Regions from separate parts of the Sus scrofa genome. Here all the other regions are linked to region 1. A link is a contact called in public HiChIP or PLAC-seq data. All regions are on one chromosome and are shown on one strand. Each heading gives the region's core, a stretch centred on a gene start, on an enhancer-like site or on the middle of the called end of the contact. The rest is flanking DNA. Distances are from core to core; before and after follow the strand shown. Region 1 overlaps C10H9orf3 (aminopeptidase O). Region 2 overlaps C10H9orf3 (aminopeptidase O). Region 3 overlaps C10H9orf3 (aminopeptidase O). Region 4 overlaps C10H9orf3 (aminopeptidase O). Region 5 overlaps C10H9orf3 (aminopeptidase O).

The links. HiChIP or PLAC-seq counts read pairs in DNA pulled down with a chosen protein or histone mark.
Region 2: a contact with region 1 is called in an H3K27ac HiChIP or PLAC-seq map of alveolar macrophages. The contact joins two enhancer-like sites. A contact is called at or near these places in 4 of 47 Hi-C or Micro-C datasets (embryonic fibroblasts, skeletal muscle and subcutaneous adipose tissue) and 2 of 2 datasets of contacts at active chromatin or transcription factors (alveolar macrophages and skeletal muscle).
Region 3: an H3K27ac HiChIP or PLAC-seq map of skeletal muscle shows a contact between it and region 1, with 6 times the contacts expected there. The contact joins two enhancer-like sites. A contact is called at or near these places in 2 of 47 Hi-C or Micro-C datasets (embryonic fibroblasts and epiblast stem cells) and 2 of 2 datasets of contacts at active chromatin or transcription factors (alveolar macrophages and skeletal muscle).
Region 4: a contact with region 1 is called in an H3K27ac HiChIP or PLAC-seq map of skeletal muscle, with 7 times the contacts expected there. The contact joins two enhancer-like sites. A contact is called at or near these places in 17 of 47 Hi-C or Micro-C datasets (alveolar macrophages, brain, embryonic fibroblasts and 11 more) and 2 of 2 datasets of contacts at active chromatin or transcription factors (alveolar macrophages and skeletal muscle).
Region 5: a contact with region 1 is called in an H3K27ac HiChIP or PLAC-seq map of skeletal muscle, with 8 times the contacts expected there. The contact joins two enhancer-like sites. A contact is called at or near these places in 7 of 47 Hi-C or Micro-C datasets (embryonic fibroblasts, fibroblasts, liver and 3 more) and 2 of 2 datasets of contacts at active chromatin or transcription factors (alveolar macrophages and skeletal muscle).

Annotation. Positions count from the first base shown.
Region 1 is chr10:27,396,342-27,400,630 of Sscrofa11.1, forward strand. The region is part of intron 3 of C10H9orf3 (aminopeptidase O); the gene reads right to left. Among named protein-coding and RNA genes, the nearest start is that of C10H9orf3, 74 kb to the right of the region's middle. Within about 2 kb of position 2,085, at least 33 of the 83 cell types and tissues checked have an H3K27ac peak or open chromatin away from gene starts, as enhancers often do. A contact at or near this core is called in alveolar macrophages, fetal skeletal muscle, omental adipose tissue and 3 more, where this site is marked.
Region 2 is chr10:27,263,614-27,267,942 of Sscrofa11.1, forward strand. The region is part of intron 5 of C10H9orf3 (aminopeptidase O); the gene reads right to left. Among named protein-coding and RNA genes, the nearest start is that of MIR23B, 190 kb to the left of the region's middle. Within about 2 kb of position 2,523, at least 24 of the 83 cell types and tissues checked have an H3K27ac peak or open chromatin away from gene starts, as enhancers often do. A contact at or near this core is called in alveolar macrophages, skeletal muscle and subcutaneous adipose tissue, where this site is marked.
Region 3 is chr10:27,194,090-27,198,265 of Sscrofa11.1, forward strand. The region is part of intron 11 of C10H9orf3 (aminopeptidase O); the gene reads right to left. Among named protein-coding and RNA genes, the nearest start is that of MIR23B, 120 kb to the left of the region's middle. Within about 2 kb of position 2,877, at least 17 of the 83 cell types and tissues checked have an H3K27ac peak or open chromatin away from gene starts, as enhancers often do. A contact at or near this core is called in skeletal muscle, where this site is marked.
Region 4 is chr10:27,143,916-27,148,468 of Sscrofa11.1, forward strand. All of the region lies in intron 14 of C10H9orf3 (aminopeptidase O), which reads right to left. Among named protein-coding and RNA genes, the nearest start is that of MIR23B, 66 kb to the left of the region's middle. Within about 2 kb of position 1,351, at least 39 of the 83 cell types and tissues checked have an H3K27ac peak or open chromatin away from gene starts, as enhancers often do. A contact at or near this core is called in alveolar macrophages, fetal skeletal muscle, omental adipose tissue and 2 more, where this site is marked.
Region 5 is chr10:27,237,909-27,242,450 of Sscrofa11.1, forward strand. It overlaps C10H9orf3 (aminopeptidase O), which reads right to left. Exons shown (of 19, transcript XR_002336299.1): 7 at 2,905-3,011. Among named protein-coding and RNA genes, the nearest start is that of MIR23B, 160 kb to the left of the region's middle. Within about 2 kb of position 1,858, at least 50 of the 83 cell types and tissues checked have an H3K27ac peak or open chromatin away from gene starts, as enhancers often do. A contact at or near this core is called in alveolar macrophages, retroperitoneal adipose tissue, skeletal muscle and 1 more, where this site is marked.

The sequences.
Region 1 (4,289 bases), core at 835-3,334:
TTTTCCTCTGCAGAGGCCAGAAGCCCATCACACCACTGGATGATTTCACGGCCAGGCCGGGATTCATTAGCAGCACACACAGGGAGGGGGGTGGGAGGAAGGGGCCCAGAGGAAGTGGCGCTCCCTAACTGTGCAGGCTTGAGCAGCCACCCAGCTCGCCTCCCTCCTGGGCCTCCTCAAAAGGTTCTCAAAAAGCCTCTCCACCACCTTCTCAAACTGGAAATTATTTAGGGGAGAAAATTCTTTGACTTCAATTGTTTCACTAATAAGATAGATGCATCAGATGTTGGTCTTGTCATTGTGCTAGCAGCTGCTACAAGATCCAAATAGACATTTTCATCTCCCAAACAGGACTGAAATTTTCCTTAAAGATGACTGTGTTTTTTGTAGGTATGATAAGGATTTGAAATGGGTAATTTTTCAAATTAGAAGTTTTGAAAATACTTATAATGAGAGAGTGTTAAAACAATTACCTTAATTCTTCATATACTATTCTAAAAAATTGTCCTATGAATGGTGTTGAAGATTCTCTTTTAAGGTAGGAAAAGTGGAAAGGAAAAAAGGAAGAATGTGATGGAGTATTTGTTCATGGGAGGAGAGAGACCTTTTTATTCTAAACCTGTGAAAAACTTGGCTAGTTATTTGTTTAGAAAATCATTTTTACAAAAAGAAAAAAAATAAGTGCAAAAAATCAAGATGCTGTAGTTCTTTCTACCTATCAATCATGCCTACTACTAGTAAGTTCAATACAAAACTTATGGAATATCATTGTCCTATTCTTAGAGAAGTCGGATAAACTCACTCCAAACACACCAAAGGCACAGCCATACCATTCACAAACACCCTGCTTCCACAGGGGCAAAAGCAGATTTATCTTTGCCGAGTTAAGCATCTTCCGGAATTTCTCATTTTTAAAGGGTTAGAGTTTCACTGAAAATTAAAGCAGGCATTTAAATTCTTCTTTCAAAAGCATCCACTTCATCTTTTAAACTTTTCTACTGTAGCTTAGACAAACAAGATGCAGCTTTTGGAAACATCAAATTGATACATGCTTTCATTTATGTATCATATTTCTTCACTCAGTTCTTCTGAGGCACCTGCTTCTTTCCTACCTCAAGCTTTTTTCTTTCTCTAGTAGCTATTCTCTCTCTTTTTTTCTTTTTTTTTTTTTTTTTTTTTTGTCTTTTGCCTTTTTCAGGGCCACACCCATGGCAATATGGAGGTTTCCAGGCTAGGGGTCCAATCGGAACTTTAGCTGCCGGCCTATGCCAGAGCCACAGCAACGCCAGATCTAAGCCGTGTCTGCAATCTACACCACAGCTCATGGCAACGCTGGATCCTTAACCCACTGAGCAAGGTCAGGGATCAAACCTACAACCCCATGGTTCCTAGTTGGATTCGTTTCTACTGTGCCACGATGGGAACTCCTCTAGTAGCTATTCTTAATTTCAGAACTTCTTGCCCAAACTATGTCAAGCTATTTCATTATTTTGGAACACCTCTGTATTACAAATTTTAAATGCTTGATGATATGTATAGGAACACGCATATATATGAATATGAATTTATAAGTGTATATACTATATATTTAATGTAATAAATATAATAGATATATAATTATAAATATAATAGATATGTAACAATAATAAATATAATAGATACATAACAATAATAAATACAGTAGACATATACAACATAGGTGAAGCTCCCAGTTTTGTTGCTCTTCCTCTCTTGGCTTCTTTCTCTAGTTTTTGGGTCTCTCTGCAAACCCCGACTTTTTTTCCTCTCACTACGTTTTAGATGCTGTATCTACGCGTTCTGGTTTTATGAGCTAGTGCCACCCTCCAGAATACTCATGGTGTGACTGTCTTTCCTTAGCTCTTTTCCGCTGTTGCTCAAGGGCGGGAACTGGCATCAGAACAAAGGAGACAGTAAGACGCCCTGGGCTGGTATGCACCAACACTGCCTGACCAGGGCCATGTGCCAGATCATGCCATGGCTTCTCAGGCTCTGATGCCACTGGGCAAGGCTTCAGGTTTCCTTCCCGGTAACATGGAACCGCCTACGGCACGGACTGGAGAGAATGACCTTCAAGATCACACTAGTGAACCAGGTAGAAGAGCGCCACCTACTGAACCCAGAACACAAGCACCTCCACAGGTTTTGAGGTTTTTGTCCCTGGTGGCTAATACATAAAGGAATACCTTTCACCAGATTGGCTACCCCAAGTCTCACCTGCATTCTGACCGCAATTAAATCCTAGGATAAACTAGTTCTCCTTAAACTTAAAATACGAAATGGATCGGCACACTGGACAACAAATCATTCTGTGCCAGACGGTCATAAGCATGCTTTAGGACTTCACTTCCTTGAGAAAAATCATGAATGTCAAGCTTAAGACAAAAAACCCATAGCAACAAGAATTGGTATACACATGCCTGCCAGAATCATCCTAATCCAAAAGAGATCGTGATGACTTCCCCGTATGCCAAATATGGTAAGTGCAACGCTAGAATGACAAGCAAGAACTAGTCAAAAGCAAGTTGCGAACAAAAGAATGAACTGACAAAGATTTAGAAAGTGCAGGGCATTATGTGAGACCTTACGAAGGATGTAGCAGAGCAGAGTACTGTCCTCCATCACCAGGGGTTTTCTAATCTAAAGAGAAAAGATGTACTCACTTCTGTACTCCTACCCCTGGAAACACATGTGTGTGTGTGTGTGTGTGTGTGTGTGTGTGTGTGTGTGTGTATTAGCCTGGAATAAAGTTTCCTCGGTTGGAGAAATAAGGAGCTCTCCCTACTTCGCATTCTCTCTTTGTGTAAACAATCATGACCAGTCCTACACGTCTTTTAATTTACCAGGTCCTTACACGTCATTCCTGGTTGCTTGCTGTGGGAGCAGGCTAAATAGTACTGCTTATTTGGAGCCATCAAGAGAGAAGAAAAGTTGGCTTTCAGTGGCACACCAGAGGGTCCAGACCCTGAAATCTTGGCTTTTCTCTAGACTTTCCATACAAAATCAAGACAGAATGTCAGGGAGCTGGTCTATTGGACAGGCTGGAGAGCAGCATTTTGCCCGGGATGAAGTAATGTCTACAGTCTCTTACTTTTGCATAGAAAAACAAAATCAGATCCTAAGCGAGGGCACATACAGCTTTTAACACCTTTCATTTGTTCATATGCTTCTTCTCCAACATTTGGAAGGAGCTTAAATTAGCCAGTCTTATTCATTCACTTGAAGCTTCCTAGGAAAAATATAAGCGGAATGTTCTAATTTTCTAGGAATTAGACTCTAAATTAGACCCTGAAAAAATAAAACAAAATTCAACAACAACAAATTACCAAATGGTGGAACAGGAATGTACTACATCGATTTTTTTTTTCCTTTTAAAAGATACTGAGTTTGGAGAAAAGGCATAAACTCTAATCAGAAGCAAAACTAAAGGAAAGACCCTGAAATCACTTTTGTTACTATCAGTGGTGATCTTAAATGCTTCTTCCATGAATATATTACTTCTGTCTGATTACAGAGAACACATTCATTCAACAAGTAAGTACTGAACACCTATTCTATACGAAACACTGTACTGGGCATTGGGTCTCTGGGCGTAATAGTTTAGCTATATTTTGGCAGGGAATACAGGCTGACAACAAGAGTCAGGCTAACATTTCTGTCTGCCCAAATGACATGATGGTGAGAAAGTTCAATAATAAAGGATAAAGGAGCCAAATAAGTCAATCTAAATCGGTTTTTTTTTTTTTTTTTTTTTTTTTTGCATTTTAGGGGCGTCCATGTGGCGTATGGAAGTTCCCAGGCTAGGAGTCGAATTGGAGCTGCAGCTGCCGGCCTACACCACAGCAACATGGGATCCAAGCCACATCTGTGACCTACACCACAGTAACACGGGATCCAAGCCACATCTGTGACCTACACCACAGCTCATGGAAACCCTGGATCCTTAACCTACTCAGCAAGACCAGGGATGGAACCCCCCCATCCTTATGGTTCCTAGTTGGATTCATTTCTGCTGAGCCACGACGGGAAGTCCGCCCAATCTAAATCTTGACTTAGCCTTGTTGAGAAAAAGGATAGAGGCTTCTCAGCTACTCAGATTTTATGATGGTCATCACACTACAGTCTAAACCATTAGCCTTCGTTTTTAAAAACAGCCAGGAGGAATGATTTCCCTCATGTAGCAAGAACTCAGAGGTCTGTCTTCTGACTTCCATCCCCCGCCCGAGGGTTGCTGTCATTTCTGTCGCTGTTATCTGCCTCATGACATTAGG
Region 2 (4,329 bases), core at 1,273-3,772, 130 kb before region 1:
CTTTTTTCTTTCTTTTTTTTTTTTTTTTGTCTTTTAGTGGACGCACCTGCAGAATATGGAGGTTCCCAGGCTAGGGGTCAAATCAGAGCTACACCCGCCAGCCTACATCACAGCCACAGCAACAAGGGATCTGAGCCGCATCTGAGACCTACACCACAGCTCACAGCCTTGTCGGATCCTTAACCCATTGAGCAAGGCCAGGGATCGAACCACATCCTCATGGATGCTAGTCAGGTTCATCACCCCTGAGCCATGACGGGAATTCCTCAAAGAGATACTTTTTTTTTTAGGGCAGCACCTGAGGCATATAGAGGTTCCCAGGCTAGGAGTCTAATCGGAGCGACAGCTGCCAGCCTATACCACACCCACAGCCACGAGGGATCTGAGCCGAGTCTGAGACCTACACCACACACAGCTCACAGCCACGCAGGATCCTTAACCCACCGAGCGAGGCCAGGGATTGAACCCGCAACCTCATGGTTCCTAGTCGGATTTGTTTCTGCTGTGCCACGACAGGAACTCCCGCAAAGGGATACTTTTAAGGAAAGTTTCAGCCACTTTGGTTGTGTCACTTTGCTGTTCACCAGTTTCACTTGGTAGTGGGATAACAACAAGCAAGAGAAAGAAAACATTCCATGCTATTTTCTAAGTATAACAAATACCATATTTTTCACAGTCTGTGTAACTATAATCGTTTACTTAACTGGTCCCAAATTTTCTTTCTTGTTCTTTCATTCATTATTTTAAGGCTCTGAAAATCCACCTTTAGGTTGAATGCATCTGTGGAAAGAAAGCCTGGCCTAAAGCAAAACCAAGCATCAATGCACGTAACCTTAACTACAGTGTTTGCTTCTGCAAACACTATAATGTATGAAATAAAATATTAATAGCCATTACCTCAGTTCTTCTGAGAACAGACCTGAGTCACAGTTTTCGTGTGGCGTGATTTCCACACAAGCGTCTCACGTCTCACCGTGTACACTGCTCACGTTGCCAGGCGGTGGAAGACTCAGAGCAGGCGAGACCAAGACGCGTGTGTGTTTTCATTCCATAATGTCATGGGCAACGTTGCTTATTTTGGAGACCAAGTTCAGTTCTGAATTTATCACCTATTACACATTATAAGACGAATCACCTAAACACGTACTAGGAGGGGTGGCAAAATTATTTTTAACTTAGAAAGGAAAATACTGGAATGAGATTAACATCTCTGTCATTTATCAGCAGCTAGATTTGCCATCACTGCTGAACTCTCTGACATCTCCAAGCACCGAGAGGGCAAAATATTTGTATGAATGGATGTATTTCTGACGCCTGGTGCATTGCAAATGGACATAAGTAGATTTTTTTTTTTTTTGTCTTTCTACCTTTTCTAGGGCCACTCCCACGGCATATGGAGGTGCCCAGGCTAGGGGTCTAATCAGAGCTGTAGCCACCAGCCTAAGCCACAGCCACAGCAACTCGGGACCCAAGCTGTGTCTGCAACCTATACCACAGCTCACAGCAACACTGGATCCTTAACCCACTGAGCGAGGCCAGGGATCGAACCCACAACTTCATGGTTCCTAGTCGGATTCGTTAACCACTGCGCCACGACAGGAACTCCATATAAGTAGATTTTTAAACTTTGTGCAGATGGTGTTAAAAATGGTAAAGACATTCAGCTCGCCCCCGGCTTATAATCAGTCCAGTTGCCCCCACCCCCACCACTGCTTGTCCTCTGTCTTCTTGATAAGCTTTGGGTTCATAGCGGCCTAAAATCCAACTGTTTGACAGTTTTGTGTCTGATGATTATAGAGTATAGAGCTGAGTGAAATAAAGAATAAAAGTCAATAAATTAACTAGAAATCCTTACACAAGGGTCCAAAGCCACACACACACACACACACACACACACACACACACACACACACACACACACAATCATTGTATGAAACGGTCTTGAGTTATCACACATCACTGTCAACTTCTAAAAGCAATACCCACTGCGGTACCGTATTTTAGTGTCTGACTTGTATCATTTCATCACTTTTATCTCACATTTGAACTGTCTTGTTTTATGGAACAGCTTTAACCACTTTTTTTCCCCCACATGAGCTAATGAACCTAATGTACCACTTTCTGTGTTCTGACATAACTGCAACTTAAATAGATTCAACCTCAACTGTCTTTTATTAAGGCAGAAGATCTCTGCTCCACAGCTGAATCTGAAAGCTAATTTGAGATGAGATTGTATTTTTATAATAAACTTGCTATAGAGAAGCTGAAAAAAAAAAAAAAAAAAAAAGAATGAAAAGTCAAGGAGTTCCATTGTGGCTCAGCGGTAAGGAACCCAACTAGTAACCATGAGGATGAGGGTTCAATCCCTGGCCCTGAGAACTTCCCTATGCCCCAACTGTGGCCCTAAAAAGCAAAAAGCAAAAAGCAAAAAAAAAAAAAGAAAAAGAAAAAGAAAAAGGGAAGTCAAGTGCCCATCCTAGTACCTAGCACACAGTAAACAGGCCACAAATGGTAGTCCCGCCCTCTTGCTCTCAGATTGCTAAGTGCTTTCAAGTCTGTGTTTAGAATTGATTCTTCAAATCCCCCATGAGATAGTGTCAAGTGAACATTCTGCTTTTATTGGCGGGAGGCAGGGAGGGGGAGGATGGCTCATTTACTCCTCCGAGATGGGATCCTGGCACAGTCCAAGGCTGGACCGAAACTGGCGCTCTCGGCCGCAGCTTAGCGGCAGGGCTTCTGGGCTAAATTGCTTCTTGAGGTGGTTTGCCACACCGAGGTGTGTTTTTTAAATCTGTGCAATAAAATTTGGTGTGGTCAGAGAGGCGGCGGATGGGAACCCACCCACAGGCAAATGACGTCAAAAAAGCTAAAGGGAAACATTGGGCTTCTCTGTTCTCGAGCAGCTTCTGCTATGTTAAGCAACCTCAGAAGGAAGCTGACTTTCCATTAAAAAACAGCCGCTTTGGCAGTTGTCACAGACAGCCTGGGGTCTTATACTTCCCCTCTCAGGAAAGTGGGGAAAATAATTTCCATAAGTTGGAAAGGAAGAAAGCTGGAGTTCAAAGGCACTCGACGGTCAATTGATGTTAACTTCCACTTCCAAAGAGCAAACAAGGAAACTGAGGCTCAGAGCAGGTTGGATACTGAGCCTTTTACTTCTGGATTTCCAGCCTAAAACACTTGGCGGTCACAAACCTGACAGTCCGAAACTTTGTCAGCTGCTCGGATGAGAAAGGACATTGCAATGTGGTTTTGTTTTGTTTTGTTTTGTTTCTTTTTAGGGGCTCACCCTTGGCATATGGAAGTTCCTAGGGTAGGGGTTGAGTTGGAGCTGCAGCTGCCAGCCTATGTCACAGCCACAGCAACGCCAAATCCAAGTCACATCTGTGACCTACACCACAGCTCCCGGCAACGCTGGATCCTTAACCCACTGAGTGAGGCCAGGGATCCAACCTGCATCCTCATGGGTACTAGTCGGGTTCTTCACCTACTGAGCCACAACAGGAACTCGTTTTTTGTTTTTTTTTAACTTTGACTTAAGTATAGTGACATTTCATCAGTTTACAGAGGGGCTGCTTCAGCAGAAGTTCATGGTGGCTGAAGGGGGAATGGTCCTGTCCCATTGAGCCCCCTGACACCCCAGCTCTTGCTGGGATAGAAGCTCTGGAGAGGCTGTGTGGATGTGTAAGGGGCACACAGCCAGGCAGACCCTTCTTTCTTACACTTTTGTCCCCAGAAGACAACCTGATGTGTGGGCCTGAACACACTTTGCAGACAAAGCTTCCCCCTGCAACTCTGGGGGGTCCCCTGCCTGGGGTGGGACCAACTATTGGATCTCTCAGTTCTTCAGCTTTCTCCTCTACAGAGGTGACGGCTAAGGGACAACTGAGAAGCAGTGTGCACAAGTCACCCAGCAGGGTTGTCCACGAATGGCTGCAGGGTTTAGCTCTTCCTTGTATTTTTGGGAAAGCAACTGAAGCTGATACTAAAATATTGTTGATACATTATTTATTTATTATTATTCGTTTATGATTTGTTACATTATTTATTATGAGTTTCCTTAGTAAATTAATTCTCCCATCAGTGACCTCCCAGAAGAAAAATCCTTCAATTAATAAAGGGAATAGTAACACCCTTATAATTTTTTTGTTTTTTTTTTTTGGTCTGTTTGCCTTTTCTAGGGCCGCTCCGGCGGCATATGGAGGTTCCCAGGCTAGGAGTCTAATTGGAGCTGTAGCCGCTGGCCTATGCCACAGCCACAGCAACGCAGGATCCGAGCTGAGTCTGCAAACTACACCACAGCTCACGGCAACGCCAGGTCCCCAACCC
Region 3 (4,176 bases), core at 1,627-4,126, 200 kb before region 1:
GCATGAGGTCCAAGGCTTCACCGGGGAAGACTGAGAACAGGCAAAAGCTTCTCTATGATGCCCCCCAGCACGAGGTTCTGGGGGAGGCTGAGAGGGATACCCAGGGCGTGGCTGTCTGATGGGGACATGTGACAGATGGGAGTCAAATGCCACAGTGCCTGTAGACAGTGTGGAGAAGGGGCCGAGAGCTTGAGGGGGGACGAGGGGGTCTTTTTCTTTGCTTTTCTTTTTTCTTTTCTTTTGCTTTTTAGGACTGCACCATGCACCTGCAGCATACGGAAATTCCCAGGCTAGGGGTTGAATTGGAGCTGTAGCTGCCGGCCTACACCACAGACACAGCAACGTGGGATCCGAGCCTCGTTTGCAACTACACTGCAGCTCAGAGAAACACCGGATCCCCAACCCACAGAGTGGGGCCAGGGATCGAACCCGGGCCCTCATGGATACTAGTTGAGCTGTCAACCCACTGAGCCACCATGGAAACTCTGAAGGGCAACAAAGCTTGAACTGTGTCATGGATAAAGGTTTGTGCTGTCCCCAACAGTGTGGTAGGACCAGGGGAAATGAAAGAAGCTCATGCAGCAGGGCAAAGAGAGCAGAGACAGGGAAGTCCAGAGCCATGGTCAGCTGGGCTGGCACACAAAATGGGTGAGAAAGGAAATGGAGTGCCCTGTGAGAACCCCTGGAATCCTGCCGTGGAGCCTCAGCTTCATCAAGGAGGCTCTGAAGCAGGGCCGAGGTAGGGCCGAATGGAATGGAGCCCAGGAAGAGTCATCAAGGGAGACGAGGCTGGAGGCAGGGAGACCAATGAGGAGGCTGTGAATGTGTTCAGACAAGAGGCAGTGAGAGGGGCCTAGAGAGACATGGGGTGCTCGGGAGGGGTGTGGAGGGTGGCACTGGCCGGGTTCTTTCGGAGAGGTGAGAGATGGTGTGTGGACAGGGTGCCCCATCGTTCTCTGCGGGATGACCTTGCACAGAAGGTAAATCCCAGTGACCAATATGCGCCATGGTCTATGCCCTGGACAGCTATTCAGGTCAAGGGTGAGGGCTATTTCATTAGAAAGTATTGAGGCAAATATTGCTTTGCCCTATATGCACACACAGGTACTATTACACAGTGGCACTAAAAACAAACAACAACTCCTCTGTCCACCACCAAGCACTGGCATAAAAGTAGTAGCTACTGCTTACGGAACACCTACTATGTACAGACACTATAGAAAAAATATCATGGGGGAGTTCCTGTCATGGCTCAGTGGTTAATGAGTCCGACTAGGAACCATGAGGTTGCGGATTCGGTCCCTGGCCTCGCTCAGGGGGTTAAGAATCTGGCGTTGCCGTGAGCTGTGGTGTAGGTTGCAGACGCAGTTTGGATCCCGTGTTGTTGTGGCTGTGGCGTAGGCTGGTGGCTACAGCTCTGATTTGATCCCGAGCCTGGGAACCTCCATATGCTGTGAGTGCGGCTCAGAAAAGACCAAAAGAAAGAAAAGAAAAGAAAAGAAAAGAAAAATATCATGGGAACTTTACAATGTCTGTGCAGGACCAATATTATTATCCCCATCTTAGAAATGAGCAAATAAAGGCCCAAGAGGTTAGGAGACGTATCCTGGGCCTCAGACATGGTGCTTGAACAGCTGGGATTCAGACTTACATGATCCCAGCTGCAGAGCCCCCGCTTTTCTTTCTGTGCTGAATTCGGGCTTCACAACACGCGGGTTGGTGATTTCCGGTGCAGACAAGCCCGCAGGAGGGGAAGGCCTGCGCTGGCTCCAAATAACGCTGACTTCTCGTTTACCTGCTGAAGGTGACCTGGCTCTTGGGGCCCTGTTTGTCTGCCCCTCAGTTCTCAAGACATGGGGAGACCCGGGGCAGGGGCAGAAGTGTGAGGACAGGAGAGTGTGCAGCTGCATCCAGGGGCAAAAGACACTCTCCTGCCAAGGAAGAGAACCTGTATTTCCAGATCCCTTTCCCCTGGAAGGTTCAAAGCGTCTTATAACCGTTACCACCTCATTCCTCATAGCATCCTTGTGAAGTGGGTGTCAACCGCTGTGTAGCTGTTTAGCAGATGGAGAAACCACAGCACAAGGAGACTAGTCCAGGTCAGCCCAGGCTAAAGAAAAAAAAAGCAACCCAGGTTTCTAGATTCCCAGTCTCAGTGCAGACACCAAACTGTTAAACTCTGAGAGAAGGCAGTAACTCCAGCCACTCAAAACGATTTTTATATATAGGGAGGCTCATCTCCCAAGGAAATTACGGGAGACCATTTGAAAATGCTTAATTTTGTATGGAAGAAACGGGCTGTGTGTTTCATGAAAAAAAAAATGTACACTAGTTTTTGCTGTTTCGATCATGACTGAGATGATGGAATGGGTGAATTTTGAGTTCTGGACTTGGCTGTATGGCAGTGGTAACGCTGAAGGCTGACTTTTTCAAATCAAGAAGCTCCGAGTCAAAGCCAACGGTGAATGTTTCCCCCCTGAGATCATGTGGCTTAAATAATCACAACAGACAAGCAGAAGCATTTCCACTTCGCTGGGACCCAGGACTTACAGGAAATGACTCTTCTGCATGTCTGATCACTATGGAAATTGATTTTATGCAGAGAGCTAAAAGTACACAGACCCAGGACCACGTGCCTCCATATCTGTGCTCGTGAGCAGTCCTTCCGCCTCATTACTGAGGCCTCCTGGGTACCTGGGTATCTGGCTGGAGAGTTCCCTGGCTCTACTCCTACGTCCTGTAATCCAACTTGCTATTTCAGAAAGTGGGTCTGCAGACCCCGTGAGCTCTAGATGTGGTCCCGTGTAGCTGGTGCTGCAGAGGAGAGGATGTACTGGCCACCCTGAATGATGGTGCTCAGAAAAATAAGCTGTACGGAGTCTCCATTGTGACTCAGCAGTAAACGAAGCTGACTGGTATCCTCAAGGATGTGGGTTCCATCCCTGGCCTCGCTCAGTGCGTTAAGGTGTTGCCGTGAGCTGTGGTGTAGGTCGCAGGCACAGCTCGGATCCTCCGTTGCTGTGGCTGTGGCGTAGGGTGGCAGCTACATCTCCAATTAGACCCCTAGCCTGGGAACGTCCATGTGCCACAAGTGCAGCCCACAAAAGACAAAAAAGAAAAAAGAAAAATAAACTGTATTTCAGGCCAAGAAAGAGACCCACGGCTCTTTGTTTCACGAAACAGACCCAGGCGTACGTAAAAAATGGTATCGAGTGTGCTGTGTGCTGTGTTGCTCGTTGTCCGTCGATGCCTCAGGGCGGAGTGACAAGGACAGGAAGTTGACGCCTAGCCCCTCTCTGCGGCTTGTGCTTATTAACTTGTTGTTGCACAGGAGGAAGGTCTTTATCACCCTGGGCTCTGTCTCCGGCCTCTTGAGATGCTCAAGATCACGTTCTATCTGTGCCCCTGAAGGAAAGGACAAGCCCGGGTAATGTTCACAGGAAGTGAGCCGGGATGGAAAGAACTTGGAAAGTGCGGTTCTAGAGGGACGTGAGCTTCCAGAGGGTCCTGCTCAGGGCCTGCCATGGAAAATGCTCTTGTTCTGGAATGCACTGTACATTTCAGATGGGTAATTTTAAATTTAGTGATTCAGGTTTTAAGTTCCCTCCCTACATGTGGATACAAATAGTGTATGCCTCAGAGCTTTGCACGGTTACTTTTTTTAAACTTTTTTTTTAAAGGGCCACACCCACGGCATATGGAGGTTCCCAGGCTAGGGGTGGAATCGGAGCTGCAGCTGCCGGCCTACATCACAGCCAAGCAACACAGGATCCGAGCAGCATCCGTAACCTACACCAGCTCACAGCAACACTGGATCCTTAACCTACTGAGCAAGGCCAGCGATCAAACCCACATCATCATGGATACTAGTTGGATTCTCAGCCCGCTGAGCCAAGTTATTTCTTTTCTTGATCAGAGCAAGTTATTTGTGCTTGGGGAGATCAGTAAGATTGCTGAGGTCACATTTACAACCGAGTACTCCCTAGCTCCGTGGGGGAGGAAAAGTACTGAATTAAAACAAACAGAGGAATGTGCACATGCTAACATAATAACTGACGAGCAAAGACAGACCCAGCAGCTGTTAACCACTGGAATATCAGGTGGGCAAGGCAGGCTGGATGGAGTACTCCTTAGGGTGCCTTTCTGCCGGGGCAGATGGGCGCCCAGGATTTATCT
Region 4 (4,553 bases), core at 101-2,600, 250 kb before region 1:
ACCTCCATATGCCGCGGGAGCGGCCCAAGAAATAGCAAAAAAAGACAAAAAAAAAAAAAAAGATAAAAAAGCTAGTAAGAGGGAGTTCCTGTTGTGGCTCAGTGGTTAACAAACCCAACTAGCGTCCATGGGGACGCGGGTCCGATCCCTGGCCTTGCTCAGTGGGTTAAGGATCCAGCGTTGCTATGAGCTGTGGTGTAGGTCACAGACATGGCTCAGATCTGGTGTTGCTATGGCTGTGGTGTAGGCTGGCAGCTACAGCTCTGATTCGACCCTTAGCTTGGGAACCTCCATGTGCCACGGGTGCGGCCCTAAAAAGACAAAAAAAACAAAAACAAAAAAAGCTAGTAAGGGGTGAAGAGGGGACTTCAACCACAGCATGAAGGACTATTGGATCGGAGAAAGAAAATGTACTTGACGACTTCGATTTGATTCTAACAGCATCGATGACCCACAAGGCATTAGCTGGGGCCATCTCCAAAGTTCTGCGGAGAGAGAAGTGAACAGAGACCACACATGTTCTGGGAAAAGGAAAAAAAGACACGTCCATCCATAACAGAGTAACCTTTCTCTTGCTAAGAAAACTAGTCTCGGGGAAACTGCGCGGGGGGGAAATGCTCTTGACGAATGAATTCTTTCTACCAAGCTACTGTTAAAATTCAACTATTGCTAAAACAACATTTTCTTGTTTATTTTGATTTTGAATTATTTCTGATATTAAGACTTACTATAATGAACTGTCTTTCTAGAAAAGGAAGTATTTTCAAATATGCTGGTAAGAGTTTTTCACAGGAAAATGTCCCACCATGAATACCACAGCAATATTTCTTTAAAGAAGTATTTAAATGATGTGTCTCATCCTCCCAGATTATTGCAAGGTTATCAAAGACAAGTAATAAGAATACTGACGGTCACACAGATTTATAAAACCTCCCTCTCTCTTCTCTGCAGCAGGGCATGACTGCAAAACAGATCTGATACAAAAAATGAAAAACGAAGAAACTACAAATACGTGTTCAAAAACTTGAACAATCGCTGATGGTTACTTCGCTCTCCTCTCGGCCTCCTGGCTAAGAATCTGAACACCAGGCCAAGGAGTCTTGCAGCAACAAGTCAGAGTTCCTCTCCTTTTTTATCTTGAACTCCATCAGGATTACGGCTGTTCCCACAAAATTGAATGTGAAGTTCAGCAAAACTAAACAAAAAACATTATCTTTCACCTTCTGTTCTGGAGCCAGGTCTGCTCCACCTTCACTTTTTCCACTGAGCCTCTCCCTAGGATGGCTCAGGATAACAATGACTTTGCATTATGCACAGGGCAGTTCTTGGGGAGCATGAGTCAGAGGCAGACGCAGACACCAACAGCGCCAGCTCTGGAAATAACGGCTGCAGCTCTTTCCTCCAGGGTGGAAGGTGGTGGTCACCAAGCCGGCCTTGCCCAAACCTCCCCTGCTGGGAGGTCAAAGGCCAGGGAAACAGGTAAAGTGTGTGTGTTCGCAGGCACGGGCACCCGAGCTGTACACGCACATCAGCAATCCTTTGTTGGAAGCAAATTCAGCATGGTTTGGATCTGTTTTGTGATAATCTGGTGCTCTATGATTAGGTAAAGCTATTGTTGACTAAGCCAGTGACTTAATCTCTAATAAAGCCTCAAGGTACGCTGAGATTAGGAACACGGGAGTATCATCTATGCCTTCTCTCCAGCGCCCTTCCTTCTGCTGGGAGCGGGGGGGGGGGGGCTCCACGAGGCTGAAACAGCTTCTCATTTGGGACGGCATCTGCCAGTTGTGTTGCAGAGAAAACCCGGGCAGCTTCTTTCCCAACCCATAATATTCCTACTCACTTTGCCCTGCCAAATGTACACAGAGTTCTGGGGAACTAAACCTTTTATGATCCAAGTTCAGCATTTATCGATACTGTTTTGTGGGTGGAGGTGGTTTGATTTGGCCTGTAAGCTAACAGCCAAGTTCAGCAAGACCGCAGAAAAACTTCCTTTTAAATGTGCAATACATCAAGGCGCGAATGCATTTAAACATGGAAAGCAGCCTTGCACTTTAGATAAAAAAAAGATAACAAACATTAAAAAATATTTGCACAGACTGAAGAAAAGGCATTTGTAAGTACCTTTAGAGCCTTCCCAAATAAAATGCCTTGTTCTCGGGTCACACTATTGTTAGATGAAAAAGAGCAAAAATATTTTCATGTCACAGCTGCTTGGTCCGTGACAAACATGACAAAAACTTCAGATAATCTGTGCCTTGTAAAGTTCACTAAAGGCAAAATTTCACACTGGCCCTAACACCCTTCCAGACACCCAGCTGTCTCACCACGAAGTCCTGCCCGCTCGGAGCCCTCAAGGTCTGACCCAGTCCACGCCCACCCAAGCCAGGATGGGAGGGTCCTCGGGAAACTCACTCTGGACGAGGTTCTAGGCCACCAGGGCTGGACTGGGAGTGCCCCGCTGCATCTCCCGGCACTTCTTTCCCGCCGCCCTCCGGTGCCTGTGCCCCACAACGTGACAACGACCAGCCACACACGCTTCTCCCCAGGAACGCAGAGCTGCTCCGCTTCTACGGCTTCTTTTGAGGAGCTGCCCAGGCAGACAGCTGGAGAGAGCAGCGCCTGGTCTCAGGCCAGCACCACGGACCTCCGCGTTCTCACATGTAAACCAAGGGTTGGAGGGACAGAGGCCACAAGACTTCGGCCGACGGCCTGACAACCCCGGTTCTGCACCGGCTTCCCAGGGGATGCGCGCATGCGCAGCAACGCGAGCGCCTAGGCACCCCCGCTCCCCCCAAGCCGTCTCCCGACTCCGTGTACTCTTGTGGCCCAGCGCACTCAAGTGCCAGGGACCTCGAGTGGCCTTCACGCTCCTCCAAATGCTTGAGCTATAATTTTTTCCGGTTATTTTAGACAGCTCCTTGCTGGTGATGATTTTGTTTTCTGAAGTTACCGGAACGCTTAGTTCTTCCCGGTGTTCCACGCAGCAGCACTGCCCAAAGATGAGCTTCCCACAACTCCGAGAACCAGGTTCTCTTTGCCATCGAGAAACATGGCCACTCAACATGACCAAGAATCATTTCAGAGAATATAAGCGTTTCAAGACAGCTGCCTGTATGAGAATTCACTTTTTGTCATGAAATACATTAAACATTGCAACCGTGCCTCCTGAAAGGTAACAGGGGTAGTTCTTCCCTCACACCAGAAAGAAACGGTGCAAAATGACAACAGAGGAGGAGTAATGCCCAGTATTAAATGTCTTTCATGAGCTGGTATGTGTATAAACGCCGTCAGCCTTCAAAGGAACTTCACATCAAAATAGTTTGGGCAAAAGAAACAAGAGCAACAACTGAAGGCTAAAAAATGATTATAGACTGACCTAAAATGGAGCTCTGCTAGAATAGAAATCCTATCCGCAGCCTAAAGAGCACTTTGAGAGCTTCCAGTTTGGAACAGGAACAATGACAATTTATTCTACTATAAGTGGACCAACTAAAGAGAGACGCAAATGAAACTGCAGAGTAGTGCTGAGAAACAGGATCGGTCTTCTTGAATAAAGCCAAAGGATAGAGACATACTTGCATGCGAACTACTGCTATATTTGCTGCAGACCAAAGAACAATGACAGGAAGAAACCAAGGCTGTTCTTTTTCTCAGTCTGTAAATAAATTTAAGAATGTTTTCCTGTCTCACTATTGTGGAGAAGAACAAAACCAAATGACTGGTGTCTATCCACATGCCATTAGGTAATCAGTGTTTTACCATCTTATTTGAAGAGATGCTCTAAAATGTACTTACACTTAGTAAGCGCCAGCTGTTTTAGAGAAGACACCTCACTTCAGTCCCACAAGGCCCTGGGAAGATGAGTATCTGCCCCTTCTGATGGGATGACATGTGGTGGCACAGTCAGCAGGGGGCCACCTTGGGAGCCAGGCCTAAGCCACCCAAGGCCTGCGTACTACAACTGAGGAGCTGGGAAGGCACCCCTCACAGGCAACAACTGGATGTCATCAGACAAAATTCCAGACACATTAAGAATGGATCATTCTTCAAGGATCAAAAGAAAGCCACAACCTGGAGTTCATGTCGTGGCTCAGTGGTACACTGCCCTGACTAGTATCCATGAGGCCTCGGGTTCAATCCCTGGCTTTGCTCAGTGGGTTAAGCATCCAGAGTTGCTGTGAGCTGTGGTGTAAGTCACAAACACGACTCCGATCTGGTGTGGCTGTGGCTGTGGCGTAGGCTGGTGGCTACAGCTCCAATTGGACCCCTAGCCTGGGAATTGCCATATGCCGCGGGTGCAGCCCTAAAAAGATAAAAGAGAAAAAAAAAAAGAAAGAAAGAAAGAAAGAAGAAAGCAAGCAAGCCACACCTAAAAAGGCTACATGGACAAAGAGGACCCTGAGTCACAGGGAGTCAAAAATTCCAACAACTCCAATTGATGCATGAGGACTCTAAGCAGTGACTCATTTGGGGACCTTGAGTGAGTCTGTAAAACAGAGGACAGAAAGCATATTAGGATTATCTAGACATTATAGACCCTCACAAGAAAT
Region 5 (4,542 bases), core at 608-3,107, 160 kb before region 1:
AAGGACAAGCTCTTGGACATTAGAAGCACCACCAAGTCTAGAGCTAACGCTCTCTGCACATGTGTACGGATTTCCCACTGTCCTTCTGACTGCTTATAAGCTGGGAACTTATTTCATCAAGTAATGTTATTACTATTATTATTCTTATTATTTTTGCTTCTTAGGGCCACACCTGCAACATGTGGAAGGTCCCAGGCGAGAGGTCAAATCGGAGCTGCAGCTGCCGGCCTACACCACACCCAGCAATGCCAGATCCGAGCCACATCTGTGACCTATGCCGCAGCTCACGGCCAGGCCGGATCCTTGACCTGGGGAGCCAGGGCTTGAACCTGTGTCTTCGTGGATACTGGTCGGGTTCCTTACCTGCTGAGCCACAACGGGAACTCCAAGGAATGTTAATTATAATGCCCCTAACTCCACCAAAGGACTAGGGGCATGCAGAACGGGAGGCTTCCAAAGGACTTGGGGAATGGAAGCATCGAGCCTTGAGAGCTGACGGGATTGGCCTAGTTACAGCTCGCACATAAGTGTGCTCCCGCAGCAGCCACCTTAAAACAAACCTCTCTGATCTTCATCTACCTCCCCTTCCGGCACAACTTCTCTCACACAGTCCACACCCAGTGTCTCTGCTTCCTGATCTCCCCTCACTCGTCACTTCGATCTAGCTCCCTTCTCCACAACTCATGAATACATGCATGCCCGTCAAGGTCACCAGCATCCTTTGCAGGGCCCACACTCACTCCAGGGCCCCTTCTCTCCCTCCCCGTCCCACGGCCCTCGGCAGCATCCAACATCCCATTCCCATCTTCTTGACTCACTTTCTTTTCTTTCTTTTCTTTTCTTTTTTTTTAATTGTTATTTTCCCAATACAATTTTTGACTCACTCCCTTTCCTGACTTCCAGGACTCCTGGCACCTGGGTTCTCTCTGCACTGATTTCCCCAGCTCCTCCGCTGGCTCCGCCTCTTCCTCCCAACCTCTTCTCCCACCTTCTTCTTTCCCAGTGATTTTACCAGGCTTGGGATTGTCAGTAGCCATAGGCTGAATGTCCCCATTTTTTCCAGTGAGCTCCTGACTTGTAAACCCCACTGAGTTCTCAATAGTTGAGTATCTATTTGGCACGTCAACCTTAACACATGCCGAATGGGAATCTTGATTCTTCCCTCCAAAGCCTGCTCCACCCGGAGTCTGTACCATCTCACCACATGGCACCGCCATCTGTCTGCCCAGCTGCTCAAGTCAAAAGCCTAGAAGTCATTCTGGACACTTTCAGTTGCCTCCTCTCCACACTCAATAGACCAAAGACCTGCCAGTCCCACTGCCAAAACTTGTCTTAAATAGGTTGGCTTCTCGTGTCTGTCCTGTGACCAGCAGGACTGGAAGCGTGACCGTCTACTGCCACGTTCTAACCCATCTCCTTGCTTTTTGTCTGCTGCCCGCAGAGCAGGGATCCTTCCCTGCTGAAGGCCCTGGGCGGCTTCCAGTTGCACTTGGGGGAAGGCTGGAAGCTCCAGCGCCTGCCTGCCTCTCCCTGCTCTTCCTACCACGCTGCCCTCCTCTCTGTCCCTCCAGCACCAGCATGCCAAGCCGTGTGCCTCCTGCCTTAAGGCCTTGGTGCTCTACAGAGAGGCATCCTCCTTGCTGTCAATCTCTGTGCTCCCTTCACACCGCTTCTTACCACCTGTCACTAGCCGTGCATGCAAGAGGGGCCCAACTGACCGCGAGTTGCATGAGAGCAGGGACCCTGTGCACGCTGGCCGTGGGTGTGGCCATCCCGCTGGCTGAGTGACCGGATGTGTGAACAGTGGCGCTGGGTGGGGCAGGCAGGGCTCCTGGCTCTGGCTTTCCTAAACAATGGATGAGTCAGCCACAGCAGCAGTTAGCGTGAGAGGGGGGACTTCTTCGTGGGAAGAGCGGCCACACCCTGGCTGCCGGGCAGCACAGAAGGACTGGTCGGCCTCGCTGGGGTCAGGCTGGGCCCGCATTTCCCTCAGACTCCAGCCTTAGGGGGAAGCCACCTCTGTGTGTGTGTGTGTGTGTGTGTGTGTGTTGCAGGGGGGTGTTGTTTATTAAAAATAAACAACAGAAGCAAAATCCATGCAGGCGGGCTTCTGCCCAGGAATTGGCCTTCAGGACAGCCATCTAAAAAGAGGGGTGACTCCTGGATGGCCGCCTTCCCACCTGTCTGACCACCGAGTCCAAAGGCTGGGCTCCAAGCAAGAGGGGGCAGGAGGGAAGCTTCTGTTGCCATGGCAACTGCAGTGCTCCTGGGGCCTAGGCTTGAGGTTTCAGATAAACAACTATTTAGAGACCTGACGAGAAGGAGCAAACAGAGGAACCAAAAAAAAAAGAAAAAAAAAATGGCAAGAAGTAATCCTTAACAAGTGCTGCAGGACACACTCAGAAAATAAAACACAGGAGCTGAGAGCAGAATCCTCCCACCAGCACAGGAGTGGCCTCCTGCGGGGCTGCATCCGGAACAAAAGGCCCCATTGACACAAACATCTGTTACTACTAAACACTTAGGAATCAATATTTTCCTAAAGGTTTTTTTTCTTCCCCCCACCCCGTTTGGCTTTCAAGGGTTACTGTCTGCCAGGCTACCGGACTTTAACCTTCTCCAAGTCCGCAGCCACCACACAGAGTGACTATTACGACCTCAAGTGAAGAATGTGGTCCCGGAAACGGCCCCGTGCTTTTTTTTTTTCCTGAATAGACACCCAGGGAAAATGTCAGAAGGCAAATCCAAACCCACACCCTGAACGACTTAAAACATAACAATCCTGTCCCTGGGAGGATGAGTAATCCAGCCCAATTTAATTTTAAAAGGAAACAGCCGATTTAAGGAGATGGCCTGGATGAGGCTTGAAGGAAAGGAGGGGGGCGGGATCACGTGATGCTTTACCTCAACACCTGCATCTCCTCAGGGGAGCTCCGCACCTCGTCCCGGAGGCGACGCCAGCGCAGGCAAGCCCTCAGCTCCTGCTGCTCCTGGGCCTCGTGGGGGGCCAGCTGCTTAGACCACAGACACACAGACACATATGCACAAAACACAGTCACTGTTGTCCTCACGCAGGGTCAGAGCCGTCCCATGGAGCGGAGAGTTTTGGTTTTTTTGCAGGCGAAGAGGGGGTTGGGGGCGTCGGTGGCACAGAGGCCCCTGCCTTGCCTTGTGCCCTAGTAGTAGAGGGGTCAGAGGGCCTCTGAGGTCCGCAAACGTAGAACCAGCCCTCACCCCCCCAACCCCCGGGCCTTTTTGGGAGGCGCACACCGCCCCCCCCTCCTGGAACCTCCCCCACAACCCTACCCCCCCCAAGCCCCCACCCTCACCCTGTCCTGGAACCTCCCCTCCCACCCACACCCCTACCCACTTGGGAGAGAGAGAGAGCGAGCCTGTGAGCAGGCCTCCCCAGGGGGCCGTTTGCACTCTGGTTCCACCCAGCCCCTTCCTGCTTTGTCCTGCATCGGGTGGGAAAGGCCCCCTCCATTTACCTCCTATTCTCCCCAGCCCTCAGTTTGTCAGGGCTGTTTACAGTGGAGCCGGCTAATGTGACCCAGATGATTCTGTTTGCATAGAAGCAGAAAGGCCGAGCTGCCTGGACGCAGGCTTGGGGAAAGAGACGGCCTTGCTCCCTGCCCTGCTGGTCAGAATGGGCTGCCCTCCTCCACGTGCTCTTGAGGCCCCCACGGCTGTACCCTCCACAGGGGAGGGCAGCAGCGTGCCCACTGGGGAGGGAAAGGGCTGCATCCACAGGCATTTCTGGAAATTAAAGCTCCCTAATAGTTCCCTTGACAGTTACTTACTGATGCTCCGCCAGGCCCTGGGGACAAAATGGACACAGCTTCCTGAAGAGTCCAGATAAGAACACTAACGGTCAAAATGTAGTGACAGGGCAGTTCCTGTTGTGGCTCAGTGATAATGAACCCAACTAGTAGTATCCATGGGAATACAGGTTCAATCCCTGGCCTTGCTCAGCGGGTTAAGGATCCGGCGTTGCCGTGAGCTGTGGTGTAGGCCGGCAGCTGCAGCTCTGATTCAACCCCTAGCCTGGAAACTTCCATATGCCACAAGTGTGGCCCTAAAAAGATGGAAAAAAAAAAATGCAGTGATGACAGGGAAGAACCCCGATGCTCCCTGGCCCATCAGGGTGGTAGGAAGGCTTTCCTGAGGAGGTGATGGCACCTGAACCGGTCCCCAGGGACAGGGGAGTCGTCCAGGGGAGGAGGAGTTTCAGGAGGAAGGAAAGCATGTGCCAGGCTCATGGGGCCTGAAAAGAGTGTGACATGTTTAGAAAACGGTGAGGGATAGGGTCAGGCAGGGAGCAAGATGCCATCCAGGGAGGGACAGAGGTACCAAACAGCCAGCAGAGGCCAGGTGACCAATGAACCTTGTGTGCCCTGTTGTTAGAGGCTAAATTGTCTCTCCCCAACACATATCACACAAGTTGAAGCCCTCATCGCCAGTGTGACTGTGTTTGGAGACCGGGCCTTTCAGGAGGTAATGAAGGTTAAATGATGTCAAAAGGATGGGGCCCTACAGAAG